2 separate regions of the Bos taurus genome follow, and region 2 is linked to region 1. The links are chromatin contacts, called in public Hi-C maps. All regions are on one chromosome and are shown on one strand. Each heading gives the region's core, a stretch centred on a gene start, on an enhancer-like site or on the middle of the called end of the contact. The rest is flanking DNA. Distances are from core to core; before and after follow the strand shown.

What was found. A called contact is a pair of places that touch in the nucleus more often than the background predicts.
Region 2: a Hi-C map of skeletal muscle shows a contact between it and region 1, with 5 times the contacts expected there. The contact joins the promoter of TXNDC9 here to the promoter of LIPT1 in region 1. A contact is called at or near these places in 2 of 11 Hi-C or Micro-C datasets (liver and skeletal muscle).

What each region holds. Positions count from the first base shown.
Region 1 is chr11:4,308,417-4,314,984 of ARS-UCD2.0, reverse strand. It overlaps LIPT1 (lipoyltransferase 1), which reads right to left and starts at 3,743. Exons shown (of 2, transcript NM_174795.2): 1 at 3,656-3,743; 2 at 857-2,045. The coding sequence starts at 2,044. The coding sequence ends at 923.
Region 2 is chr11:4,452,431-4,458,998 of ARS-UCD2.0, reverse strand. It overlaps TXNDC9 (thioredoxin domain containing 9), which reads left to right and starts at 4,258. Exons shown (of 5, transcript NM_001076149.1): 1 at 4,258-4,375. EIF5B (eukaryotic translation initiation factor 5B) reads right to left here and starts at 3,263. Exons shown (of 24, transcript XM_024999309.2): 1 at 3,063-3,263. The coding sequence starts at 3,097.

The DNA.
Region 1 (6,568 bases), core at 2,494-4,993:
TTTCATCTCCTGCATTGTAGGCAGATTCCTTACCACTAGCGCCGCCTGAGAAGACACTACTCTGCATGATTATGTGAATTTTCTTCTAGCATCGCCCACCATCTAGTTATATGAGTGGAAAATCAATTGTTGAAAAAAAGAGTGGCTATGATAGGTCAAGAGAAATGTGAGAATGCTAGTAAGAAATGGAGATGAAGCAAGAGACTAGAGAAAAGTTATTGGCTTAGAAAAGTGCAGTAAGCTTGATTTAGTGGGAGAGAATGAAAGGATAGGGAAATGTAATTAAAAGGGAGAAATTTATAGTTTATAGTATAGTATACTATATAGTATAGTATATAGTATCAAGAAGGCAGGGTTATATTCCCTAGTGGTAAGAAAAAGAACTGTGAGGTCAGAGTGTTCAATATGGTATCCAACCCCAAGATGGTAACAAAAGAAAAGAGCTGAAATACAAATGCAGTCAAGTATAGGTTTGGCCAAAAAGTTTGTTTCGGTTTTTGCATTAACATCTTATGGAAAAAAAACAAAAAAAACATCTTATGGAAAATCCTGAATGAACCCTTTAGCCAGCCCAGTATTAAAACCAATGAAGACAGACAGGGATTTCCCTAGTGGTCCAGTGGTTAAGAGTTCAACTGTCAATGCAGGGGACACAGGTTTGATCCTTGGTCCAGGAAGATTTCACATGCCCCAGGGTAACTAGGCCTGTGTGCTGTAACTACTGAGCCTGTGCTTTACAGCCTTCGAGTCACAACTACTGATGCCTTCGAGGCTAGAGCCTGAGCTCTGCAACAATGAGAAGCCCACACATTGCAACTAGAGAAAGCCCATTCACAGCCAAGAATAAAGTTTTTTAAAAAATGCACTGTAAACATTTTAATTTTCTCATCAAAACTGTCAACATTAAGAAATTTACTTGGAATCACATTATTCCCTTAATTTTTTCACACAGAATATTCCATTTACTGTGTAGCTCATCATCCCCTGGATATGTTCTATGTAATATACTTGTTAGCACTGTCGTTTCAATTGGGGAAAATTTACTACCAATAAGACTTGAATTTAACTGGTCACATATTTCCAGCGGCAACCAATGATCAGGTGCTTCAATATTACAGACTTCAATTCTCCCATTCTTGACATCTATGAATACTTTAATTTCCACGTGTGACTGTTCATGTAACACAGTGAAGGAAGTATCTACACTGAACTTCGGAGTTTTGCCATATATCCATTCCCAGGTCTGTAGTTCTATGGCTTTGCTGTTTATTCCAGGAAACACTGTCTCATCTGTTGGGTTTATTAGGTGAATGTGATTATCGATTTGATGAGAAGTAGCATACTCTGTGGCAACAGCATTTATCACTACTTCACAGGTCAGAGTGGGATCTTTTTCCATAAGGTTTTTCACTAAGGCAGGTGTGCTGGCAGTGGCATTGCTCCTGATCCCTTGGTAAGGGCTCTTCAGCAAAGATGATAAGAAGGTCCCGTCAGTACCACATAGCAAAGTGCAGTGGTGATAAGCTGCATTGCGGCCAATCTTGGAAGCTGTTCCTGAGATTTTAAACTGTCCGTCAAGTAAAAGGTCAAATCTTTTAGTAGCCTGCACGTCCAGGTGTGGGTGGACAGCCTTCAAGGCTCTCACAACTAATTTTAGATTCTCCATCCTATCATACTTTTTCTTGGTTGTAAAAAAAGTCAAGTTGATGTTACCCATATCATGGTAGACTGTCCCTCCTCCACTTCTCCTCCGAGCCAGTTTCACACCTTCTTCTCTCATCAGATTCAGGTTACATTCCTGCCAAGGGTTCTGATGCCGACCAATTACCACAGTGGGAGAATTCCTCCACAAGAAAAGGACTGGCTTGCCTTCTAAATTCATATGGTCGTGGATCCAGTCTTCTACAGCCAGATTGTGGTAAACGTCATTGGAAATTGACTGTAAAATGAGTCCACTTTTAACTGTGTTTTTAAAGCCAGCTGCTGGGACCTTGAGATTACAAAGTAACTGGAAGCAATTCTTCATGGAAAATGGGATTAGCATGCTGTCAAAAATGGAAGATAAATTAATGATCGAGAAAAAGAAAATTAAATTCTATTTTGTAGCTATCACTTCTTGGTTATTTGATCCAAACTTATCTAAGTATCCAGTCTGGTTGCTTTTCTTGCCTTTTGGCTTTACCATTAGTCTTTAATAAAACTTCTCCAACAGAGTACTCAAAGGAAATAAATCATACAAACCTCAAATTGTTTTAGCTGAAGTGGAATAAGGGCAGAGATTATTCAAATAATAAAGCTGAAAATAATTATTAATATACCTCAAAGCCAAAAAATTATTTTGAATTCACAGGTAATACACATTCATTGAGAAAAATGAGAAAATACAGACAGGCAAGGAAAAAAAAAACCCGTAATACCACCACTGGGAAGTAATTACAACTAACATGTTGGTGTGTACCCATTTTTTTCTGTGCATGTGTAAATCCACATATACTTCCCCACCAGAAGTGTAACCAAACTTTATTTAATTCAATGTTAAACCAATTTTTACATCAGTCTTAACGTGTAATATTTCATTGTCAGATAACACCACCTTTTCCTCAACCAATCTCTTAGTTTGTAAGTTTAGGTTGTTTCTAGTCCTTCTGTGTTATCAACAATGAACATCAGTGTATAAAGATTTATGTCCTTATAATACTTGAAATGTAATTTCTATTTGACTGTGAGATACATGATTTACTGTCAGCCTGTTTTATTTTGATCAATATTAAATTAGGATGGATCCTCCTGAGGTCAGGGGAGAGGTCAGAGTAGCAAGGTTATATAGAAAGGTTAGGAACAATTTTATTATGTTTCAACACTTCACACATTATTTGTTAGCAGTGCTGATGAAAAGAGTGAAAATACTAGCTATAATAATGAAGTATTCTGACTAGCTATGATTGTAAAGAAACCATTTAATTCCATTTCTTAGAATGGTCATAATTTTCTTCTAGGTTAAAGGCCTGGGATGGACTGGGGTAGTAAAATCCATAACTAGGCCAAATTATTTTGTAGTTATGTCCTGGAGGAATAATTTCTATGGTAGAGTCTTCATATTTTCATCACTCTTGCTATACCTTGATACTACAGAAAGCGGAACCAGTTTACACTCTATCTAGAAAGATTAGGAGAGGTTTAACAGAGAAAGGGATAACTAAACTGAGTCTCCACATCTGATGCTTTTTACCACGTTGATGGGAGTAGCATATTCCAGGCAAACAGAGAGTCCTCTAACGGTAAGAGGGCCTTAGGGACTCTCTCCCCATGGAGTTCCACTACCAGTCTTCCAGCTCCACTGAAATCTGTGGCTGTGCTGACACGATCCCATCTCTTAGCACTTAACTTATCCAGAGTCTCAGGACGGCCGTGTGCCTGTCTGATTTCGGCTTTTTGGCTCTCGAAGGGCGCGCCTAGGGCTGGAACCCAACATGCCTAACTTGGGACCCTCCCGTGTTGAGCATAAACCGGTCCTAACCGTGGAGCCAGGTCCTCCCAAACTCTAAGCGGACACCACGGGGCCTGCAGCGCCCCGGGATCGGGGGTGCCCGACCGCTGCCAGTGCCCGGGGCCCACGCTGCCAGCCTGCACCCGCCACGCCTCCGGCTTCACACACCTGCTGCTTCCGGTCGCGCTCACGGCGCTCGCAGGCCCGTGTGCGAGTTACGCTTGCTACCCCAAGCCCAGCCGGCTGCGCATGCGGCCGCTCTGCCAGCCGCCCAGGCCATCGTGAGGCGGAGCACCGGAAGCGCCGGAAGGGGCGTGGCTGAGGGTTTCCGGTTGCGGGGACAGCGTCCTGCGGTGCCCCCTCCTTGGCGCCACGCCCCATCGGAAACAGGGACGCCACTCCCTTTCAAATAATAGCAGTAATTATAGTAGTATCGAAAGTCTTAGAGCCCCAGGCCAGATGGAGGTTCCCCGCGACACAGCCCAGAGCCGGCCCGGGGGGTGGAGGAGGTGTCAGCAGGGCGCAGGTAGGCGCGGAGCCGAGTCAGGCTGGAGGGGGCCCGCCAGGTACCCAGAGTAGTCCCCAGAGTAGTCGGGTCGCATGCTCTTCACTGAACATTTATCCATTGTGCTGAGCTTTGCGCGTCTCATAGTCCAAAGGGCAGGCAAGCAACTCCAGTTGGAAGGGGACGAAACTAAAATCCGTTTTAAAAGACAAATGGCATTTAAAGGAATAAACGCTGGTATTCCCAATACAGAGATGGTAACAGGTAGGAAGGAGAGAGCCGGAAAACTAGCACACCGAGGGTCATGAACGTCCCCACTCAGGGTATCCCTCAATGCAGTTGGCAAGAACATCCTTGTGGGGCTTAGCCAGGTGGGAAATTCCCCCAGCAGGCAAAGTTCTAGGTAACTATCAGATCAGATCAGTCGTTAAACTGCCTCAAACGCCAGTGGCTTAACGCAACGATTTATTATTTCTATCATGCGAAGAGTTGACTCATTGGAAAAGACTCTGATGCTGGGAGGGATTGGGGGCAGGAGAAGGGGACGACAGAGGATGAGATGGCTGGATGGCATCACCGACTCGATGGACATGAGTTTGAGTAAACTCCGGGAGTTGGTGGTGGGCAGGGAGGCCTGGCGTGCTGCGATTCATGGGGTCGCAAAGAGTCGGACACGACTGAGCATCTGAACTGAACATTTATATGGGCAAGGCTTGCTTGGGTGGCTTCAATGAGCATTCAGCACAGGTTGGCTGAGCCGAGGGCTCCACACCCTTATTCACACGTCTTAGTCACATCCCTGGCAGCTGGTGCTCACTGGCTGCTGGTGCACTTCCATTCAGGCACAGCCTTCGATGTAGCATGTCGGCCACATTCTCTGTTGGCCAAAGCACCAGCAGAGACAACCCAGAGTTAAGAGGTGGAGTAATGGACCCCTCCTCTTGATGAGAGGAGCCCAAAGAATTTGTCGTCCTTTTTCAGTCTTGGACAGAAATCAGTCTCTCCTTTGAATAGAAACCATTGAGACTTGAATTTTGAAGTGAGAATCATCCAGAGTTCACAGTTAGGTGGTGCGGATACCCCGACCAGGGCTCCATTTAAAGCTACAATAAAGACACAATGGCTGCTCATTTATGTTGCCCTTTTGATTTAAGAAAGGCAATGCCAAAGAATGCTCAAACTACTGCACAATTGTACTCATCTCACATGCTAGTAAAGTAATGCTCAAAATTCTCCAAGCCAGGCTTCAGCAATATGTGAACCGTGAACTTCCTGATGTTCAAGCTGGTTTTAGAAAAGGCAGAGGAACCAGAGATCAAATTGCCAACATCTGCTAGATCATGGAAAAAGCAAGAGAGTTCCAGAAAGGCATCTATTTCTGCTTTATTGACTATGCCAAAGCCTTTGACTGTGTGGATCACAGTAAACTGTGGAAAATTCTGAAAGAGATGGGAATACCAGACCACCTGATCTGCCTCTTGAGAAATTTGTATGCAGGTCAGGAAGCAACAGTTAGAACTGGACATGGAACAACAGACTGGTTCCAAATAGGAAAAGGAGTTCGTCAAGGCTGTATATCGTCACCCTGTTTATTTAACTTATATGCAGAGTACATCATGAGAAACGCTGGACTGGAAGAAACACAAGCTGGATCAAGATTGCCGGGAGAAATATCAATAACCTCAGATATGCAGATGACACCACCCTTATGGCAGAAAGTGAAGAGGAACTGAAAAGCCTCTTGATGAAAGTGAAAGAAGAGAGTGAAAAAGTTGGCTTAAAGCTCAACATTCAAAAAACAAAGATCATGGCATCTGGTCCCATCACTTCATGGGAAATAGATGGGGAAACAGTGGAAACAGTGTCAGACTTTATTTTTGGGGGCTCCAAAATCACTGCAGATGGTGATTGCAGCCATGAAATTAAAAGACGCTTACTCCTCGGAAGGAAAGTTATGACCAACCTAGATAGCATATTCAAAAGCAGAGACATTACTTTGCCAACAAACGTTCGTCTAGTCAAGGCTATGGTTTTTCCTGTGGTCATGTATGGATGTGAGAGTTGGACTGTGAAGAAGGCTGAGCACCGAAGAATTGATGCTTTTGAACTGTGGGGTTGGGGAAGACTCTTGAGAGTCCCTTGGACTGCAAGGAGATCCAACCAGTCCATTCTGAAGGAGACCAGCCCTGGGATTTCTTTGGAAGGAATGATGCTAAAGCTGAAACTCCAGTACTTTGGCCACCTCATGCGAAGAGTTGACTCATTGGAAAAGACTCTGATGCTGGGAGGGATTGGGGGCAAGAGGAGAAGGGGATGACAGAGGATGAGATGGCTGAATGGCATCACTGACTCGATGGACGTGAGTCCCGGGTGAACTCCGGGAGTTGATGATGGACAGGGAGGCCTGGCGTGCTGCGATTCATGGGGTGGCAAAGAGTCGGACACGACTGAGCGACTGTTCTGATCTGATCTGATCTTTGATTTAAGTCACTCTGAGTAAGTCTTTCTTGGATTATGCAGGTGGGAATGGATTCTGTGCAAAGTTAGTCCCAGTGGAAGTTTTCCTAGTTATCATT
Region 2 (6,568 bases), core at 3,009-5,508, 140 kb before region 1:
GGGATTCTCCAGGCAAGAATTCTGGAGTGGGTTGCCATTCCCTTCTCCAGAGGATCTTCCCAACCCAGAGATCGAAAGTGGGTCTCCTGCATTGCAGGCAGATTCTTTACCATCTGAGCCACGAGGCAAGCCCAGGAAGAAACGAAAATACTGGCCATGTATTTTGTCTGTATGATCTGTGAAAACTGACTCTTATCCCAGTCAACTGAAAAAGGAAACTTGCTTAACACCTATCAAAATCTCACTCAGAATTTCATAAGCTAAAACAAAATTCTAGAACTCTATGTTTAAACAAACGTCAGTCACTGATAGAACATGCTGCTACTGCTAAGTCGCTTCAGTCGTGTCCGACTCTGTGTGACCCCACAGATGGCAGCCCACCAGGCTCCCCCGTCCCTGGGATTCTCCAGGCAAGAATACTGGAGTGGGTTGCCATTTCCTTCTCCAATGCATGAAAGTGAAAAGTGAAAGTGAAGTCGCTCCGTCATGTCCAACTCCTAGCGACCCCATGGACTGCAGCCCACCAGGCTCCTCCGTCCATGGGATTTTCCAGGCAAGAGTACTGGAGTGGGGTGCCGTTGCCTTCTCCATAACATAACATACGTAATCCAAATAAGATCCCTCAGATTAGCTGTGTACGTGTATGTATGTGTATGTGAGCACTATGCGCTCTCAGTCGTGTCCAACTCTTTTGTGACCACATGGACTGTAGCCCACCAGGCTCCTCTGTCGACGGAATTTTCCAGGCTAGAATACTGGAGTGGGCTGCCATTTCCTTCTCCTGGGGATCTTCCCAACCCAGGGATTGAACCCACATCTCCTGTGTCTCCCATACTGGCAGGTGGATTCTTTACCACCTGGAAGCCCTCAGATTAGATAGTAAAATCTAATTTTAAATGAACACTGAGTGGCTAAAAATTTAAAATAACAATATAAGGATTAAAATAGTCACGTATTTTATGTTCTTTCCAGTAACTGAAAAGTGGCCCAATGCCTTAACTTGATAGCTAATAAGCAGGTGCTCATTTCTTACCCAGTTCTTTCTGAGCAGAAACATGTCTGGCTTAAGACAACTGGGAAGGGAAGGGGAGGTGGGAGGAATCCACAAATCATTAAAAAACAAAGAAACTTGATATTGGCTTATAAGAAAATGTGTTTTTCACTGACATTGCCACCATTTTTCCTTCAACATGAGCCAAAAAATAAAGGCTGCAGATTTAGTCTGAGGGGAAAAAAATCCAATAGCCTTCTTTCTATCCTATCAAACCAATCATTTAACAGGTTCCAATGTTTGCAATTTAAACTTTATGTCATCCATAAACAATGTTATGAATCAGTAACACTTTTCTCTAAAAAAATGCACACACAATAAATATTTCTCTTCTCAATAGCTTTTTTCTAATGCAAAAGAGCTTGAAAAGTAAAAAAATTAAGATAATACATACATATTTTTTAATCCAAATAATAGAGTTCTGTAGTCCTGATTCAAACAAACCAATTGTGTAAAGAAAAAAAAGATATCTTATAAGGATCAGTGAAATTAGAAAACCGACAACTGTATTTAAGAAATCATTGCTAGTATTCCTTGGGTTTAATGACATTGTGTTTGTGCTTTATGTTGTGTTTCTGTGGTTTTTTTCCCCTCAGGTATTCACCTTTCAGATACACTTAAAGGATTTACACATGAAACGATTTTCAGAGTTGCTTTAAAATATCCAGCAGGTAGACGAAACAGGACCAGTCACGTGACAACAATGGCTGAAGCTGGGTAACTGGTACAGGAAGCTTTATTACACTCATCTCTCCATTTCTTGTGTAAGGCTGACGAAAAAAAAGTATCTCAGGCACCAAAACATCCTGTCAAAAGCATAGAAATTTTTGCCCCACTAAATCACCCCAGAATTCTGCTTATTTTTTCCTATTTATCTGGTTACTCTTCAAACCAACTAACTTCCTCCAATAGACCTCCAACTGAAATACAAGACACTTAGTGTCTTTTTTAACTCCATTCAACAGCTAGGTGAGGGCCAGGTCAGGGAACGACCCAGGATTCCAAATCACAACTAGTAATTTTATTCAAACTTCAAGAGCAAATATCCATTTTGAGTCAAAATGAACTAACACAGGGTGCTGTTTTTGTCTTCCGAATTTCTCTTACTACGCCCAGTATTTGAACTAAGTTTGGTGAGTAGTTTACAAAGATGAAAAATAACATATGTTGTTCACTCCCAGGAAGTAAGCCCTTTCCATGAAGAGGGGTAAAGAACTCCACCGAATATGACACCCAGGGATGTTACAATAATCTCGGGGTACTCAACTCTACATACACCCTTAAGCTCCCTCGCCCCCAAAGCCTTTTTAAGTGGTTAGAAAAGAGCGACCCTGGTTGGTTTGTTTCATCTCCTCCTTTCTTAGGGGAGGTGCTAGCGAGTAAAGAAATAACCAAAAGGCCGGAAGGAGGAACGCGAAAAGCATGGAGTCTGGACAATCAGCCCGTAAGTAATTGAAAGCTGAACCAAATTAACTGAAGTTAAGACAGAGCAACCTGCTACGCTCCTCGCGTTGTCTCTAACGTGCCTGAGAGGCTCCGAGGGTGAGAACACCTGGCTGGAGGCTCGTCGCATTCCAAACCCTTCTCTCTCCAAGAATTCATAGGCACCCAGACATAAAAAAGAATTCTTCCAGACCTCCGCCAAGAGCAGCGCCGCAACAACTCCCACCCGCCCGTGCCACGGTGGCCAAGTGGCCCCCGGCTCCGTGAGGCCGCCCGAGCCCTGCCCCAAGGGACCGCGAACCCCAAAAAGACTCCCGGCTCCTAAGCCAGAGACCTTCTCCCGAGCCGGGCGAGGGGACGGAGTCTAGGCTGGGAACCCGCTCGCCGCCGAGGCCCTCCTCGCCTGCCCGGAACTGGGGTCTCGGGCCCGCGCTGCCCACTCTAGGTCCCGGCCTGGGCCTCGCGGGGCCGCTCTCGAGCCTCGACCCGGGTCCGCCCCGCGCCCGAGGGACCCGCGCGACCCCCTGAGCCGCGCCGGCCGCCGCCGTGAGGACCCCGCCACTAATACCTGTCTTCGTTCTTGTTTTTCTGCTTCTTCCCCATCGTGTGTCAGCGGCGCTCGCAGCCCCAGCCCCTCTACTTGGTCTCTCACAGACCCGCTGTCCCTCGGCTGACTTCGGTCTCCGCTCGGCTCCGTGCCCCTCGCGCTGCCTCCTCTCGCACCCGGCTCTCCACAGACCCGCGCACTGGGACAGGGCACATATGGTGTGAGCTCCGAGTGCGCAAGCGCATCGCCCCGCCGCCTCGGCGTGGGGACGCAGGGCGCGGCTCATCGAGAGCTGCGCCGCGGGTAGAGCGTCTCTAGTTACCCCGCCCGTCAGGCGGAAACCGGAGCGCCCCCTTCCGGCACGCGTCCGCGGCGCTCCGAGGTCCGCGGGGTTTCAAGATTCTAGAACCCCGAGGTGGACAATGAGGTTGGAAATTTCCCCCGTCGGGTCTCTCCCTGCTGGGGGACGCAGAGTTGGGGAATTGGATCTCAGTTCAAAAGTAGACTTTGGGCTTCCCTTCCACCTTTAACCTCTGTCCCTTTGTACTCAGCTGCGTGAAGTTCAATAAAGAAGGATAGTGAACCACTGGTGAGCCGTCTGGGTGTTCCAAAGGGAGACAGAAATCCACAATATTGAGCCTCGTAGTCATGTCCATGAATTACCAAAACAAATAAACAGAAACCATTAAAAAAGACACACCCATTATTTCTCCTAAACAGATCATGATCTTTACATTCAAACCGAGAACAAGCTCTAAAAACTTATGTCATACTAGGGTTGTAAAAGTGTTTTATATCCGGATCTGGACAACGACTCTATGTGTTAACTATGTAAAAACTTACACGTAAGTTATACTTTGTTTTTTAAAGGGGGGAATTGTTCAATAAACCGAATGGAAACAAAATTGGAGTGCCACTCCAGAGCAGAATCATTGCTATTTCCTTTCTGATGTAACATGTGTCAGAGCCTAAGAACGTCAACTCCAGGCTGGGCACTAAGAAACTACAATCCCCAGCGTACTTCGCTCCCCCGCCCTCTGGGCTGTTTACTCGGAGGTTCACACGCCAGAGTTCAGAGAGCTGGAGCAGAGGAAAGGTGGAGAAGGGCGCACGCGCAGAAGCGCTCGCCGCGCGCACTTCCCTCCCCCCTCCCCCGCACTACCTCCACTTCCTGGGACGTTGCAGTTGCTACCGCGTGAGATCCGCGGCCAATGAGGAGGCGGAAGTGACGGTCGCTTCGCAGCTACCCGCAGCTGCTTGGAGGCTGAAGCCAGAGAGGATTGCTCTTCTGGAGAAGCTGGTTCTTCGTATCTCAGGTATCGCGGAGAGCTCAGGTGAGGCAGAGAGTGGCGTGAAAAAACCGGCCATGCATCCTGGTGCTAACGGACGCCCGCCTGCTCCGCATCCTGCCTAGGCGGGGGAGGGGCGCGGCTCGGGCTCCGGAGTCCCCGCCACGGAGGAGGCTTTGGCGCATGCGCCGGGGAGGCTTTGAAGCTGGGGCCACCTCGCTTCTGCCCTCGTCTGTCCCTGGGGGCGCGGGGAGAAGCGAGGGTACTTTTGGGAAGCGGCTGGCGTGCGGTTAACGGCGAGGCCCCCTGGTTGTTTTGGCGGGTGCACACAGGGGAGTCGCGGAAATGGTTAGGTAACTTGAGGACACATCCCTGCCCACCATTCAGTTGAACTGAAAAAAGAATCAGAAGCTTGTGATTTGGAGAATGAAGTTATCTCTGCACGATCTCCTTTCCCCCTTTCTGAAGGCGATGCCCAGCACAACCTGCCGCCCAGAACAGCTCTTGTTAATCGCTTCTCCTCCCAGTTATCCCAGAATTAAATTCTGAGCTCAGCCTGTAAAACTCCAGGGACAAGCAACCGCTACGCCCCTTGTAAAGAATAAGGTCTGACCAGCAAGTCCGTGTTTAACAGATACTACTTCTCTGTCTCATCTGCCCCGATCCAGTTTTTCTTGAGAAGTAGGGAGTGTGAAATTCATTTTCTGTACTTGAAATACAGCTCCTTTAAAATTTTATCGCATGTGAGGAACTTACATTTTGGTTTTTAAAACCCAGAAATACTTTAAACATAACCATAATTTGAACAATAGCTAGACACATGCTACTTCAACCGTTGACAAATATTTTTTGCGCACCTGCAGTGTTCCCAACACTGCTAGCTCCAGGAATACAAAGAGAAAATCCAGTATGCTTTTCGACTGCTTTTCATGTGGGGGGAAAAAATGGAATCAGAGGCGAATTTTGCAGGAAGACTATTTCAATTCAGTTCAACAGTTAATAGAGGGTCTGGTGGGCCAGTCTGTGTGTCAGAAGCTGGGCAAATGAGCTCACAAATTTCAGATTTTTAAAAAGTGCTTCAGTAGTAGTTGAAAACATAGTTGAGATCAACAGTCTCCTGCTTTGACAAATTATAAATTTCTGCGGTAATAACCCAGGAGTACACATAAAATTCATCTAATTGTTGCTGGTAAAAAATAATTTCTTTTAAAATACTCAGTTGAAATAGATAACCAACAAAGACATACTGTATAGCACAGAGAACTCTATTCAGTAATCTATAATCACTTAAATGGGTAAAGAATTTGGAAAAGGTAATTGAGTATGTATAAATTAATCACTTTGCTGTATATCTAAAACTTAACACATTGTAAATCAACTGTATGCCAATATAAAATAAAAATGTTAAATAAATAGACTATGTCATTGAGATCTGAATTAGAGTCTATTTTTAAACTCCTATCTTGCATAGATCAATATGCTTTTTATATTTGGAGTGTTACGTTGTTTGACATCAAAGTTACGAGCACTGGGTGTCACCAAATCAATACTAGTATCAATCTTTGTGGGCTCATAGACTTTATTAGTTACTAAGAGAACAGAATTGGAAACTAGAGCTTAGGGAACACCAGGCAGAGTTCTTTACACAAGTTGTAATGAGCTGTCTTCAGAGTTAAGATCATTTAGGCAGAGATGAAAAATAATGTCTTTTGCTCAAATGTGCTCTATCTTGAAGCAAAATTTGGTGTGTACACATATGTGTAAAACCTTGCTACAGTTAAACTTCATCATGTCTGCAGTCATTTCTGCTTTGCTTCCCTTTTCCTTTGGTAAAGAATACTGTCAGTATACAACGCTAGGGTTAGTTTCAACTGCTTGTTTCTTTCTGGTCTGGCGACGGTCTTAAGGGTTTGTCTTTGTTTTAGAATAGTAAGCAGAGTCAAAAGCACTCTAACCTTTGGTCTGAATTATTTTTGACTAGTGTGACTTCCCCGGTGGTAAAGAACCCACCTGCCAGTGCAGGAGACATAAGAGACAAGGGTTTGATCCCTGGGTGGGGAAGATCCCCTGGAGGAGGACATGGCAACCCACTGCAGTGTATTCCTGCCTGGAGGATCCCATGGACAGAGGAGCCTGGCGGGCTACAGTCCATAGGGTCGCAACAAGTCAGACACAACTGAAGCAACTTAACACACGAGTGACTATAACCTGTTGAAAATTAAATTTTAAAACATTTAA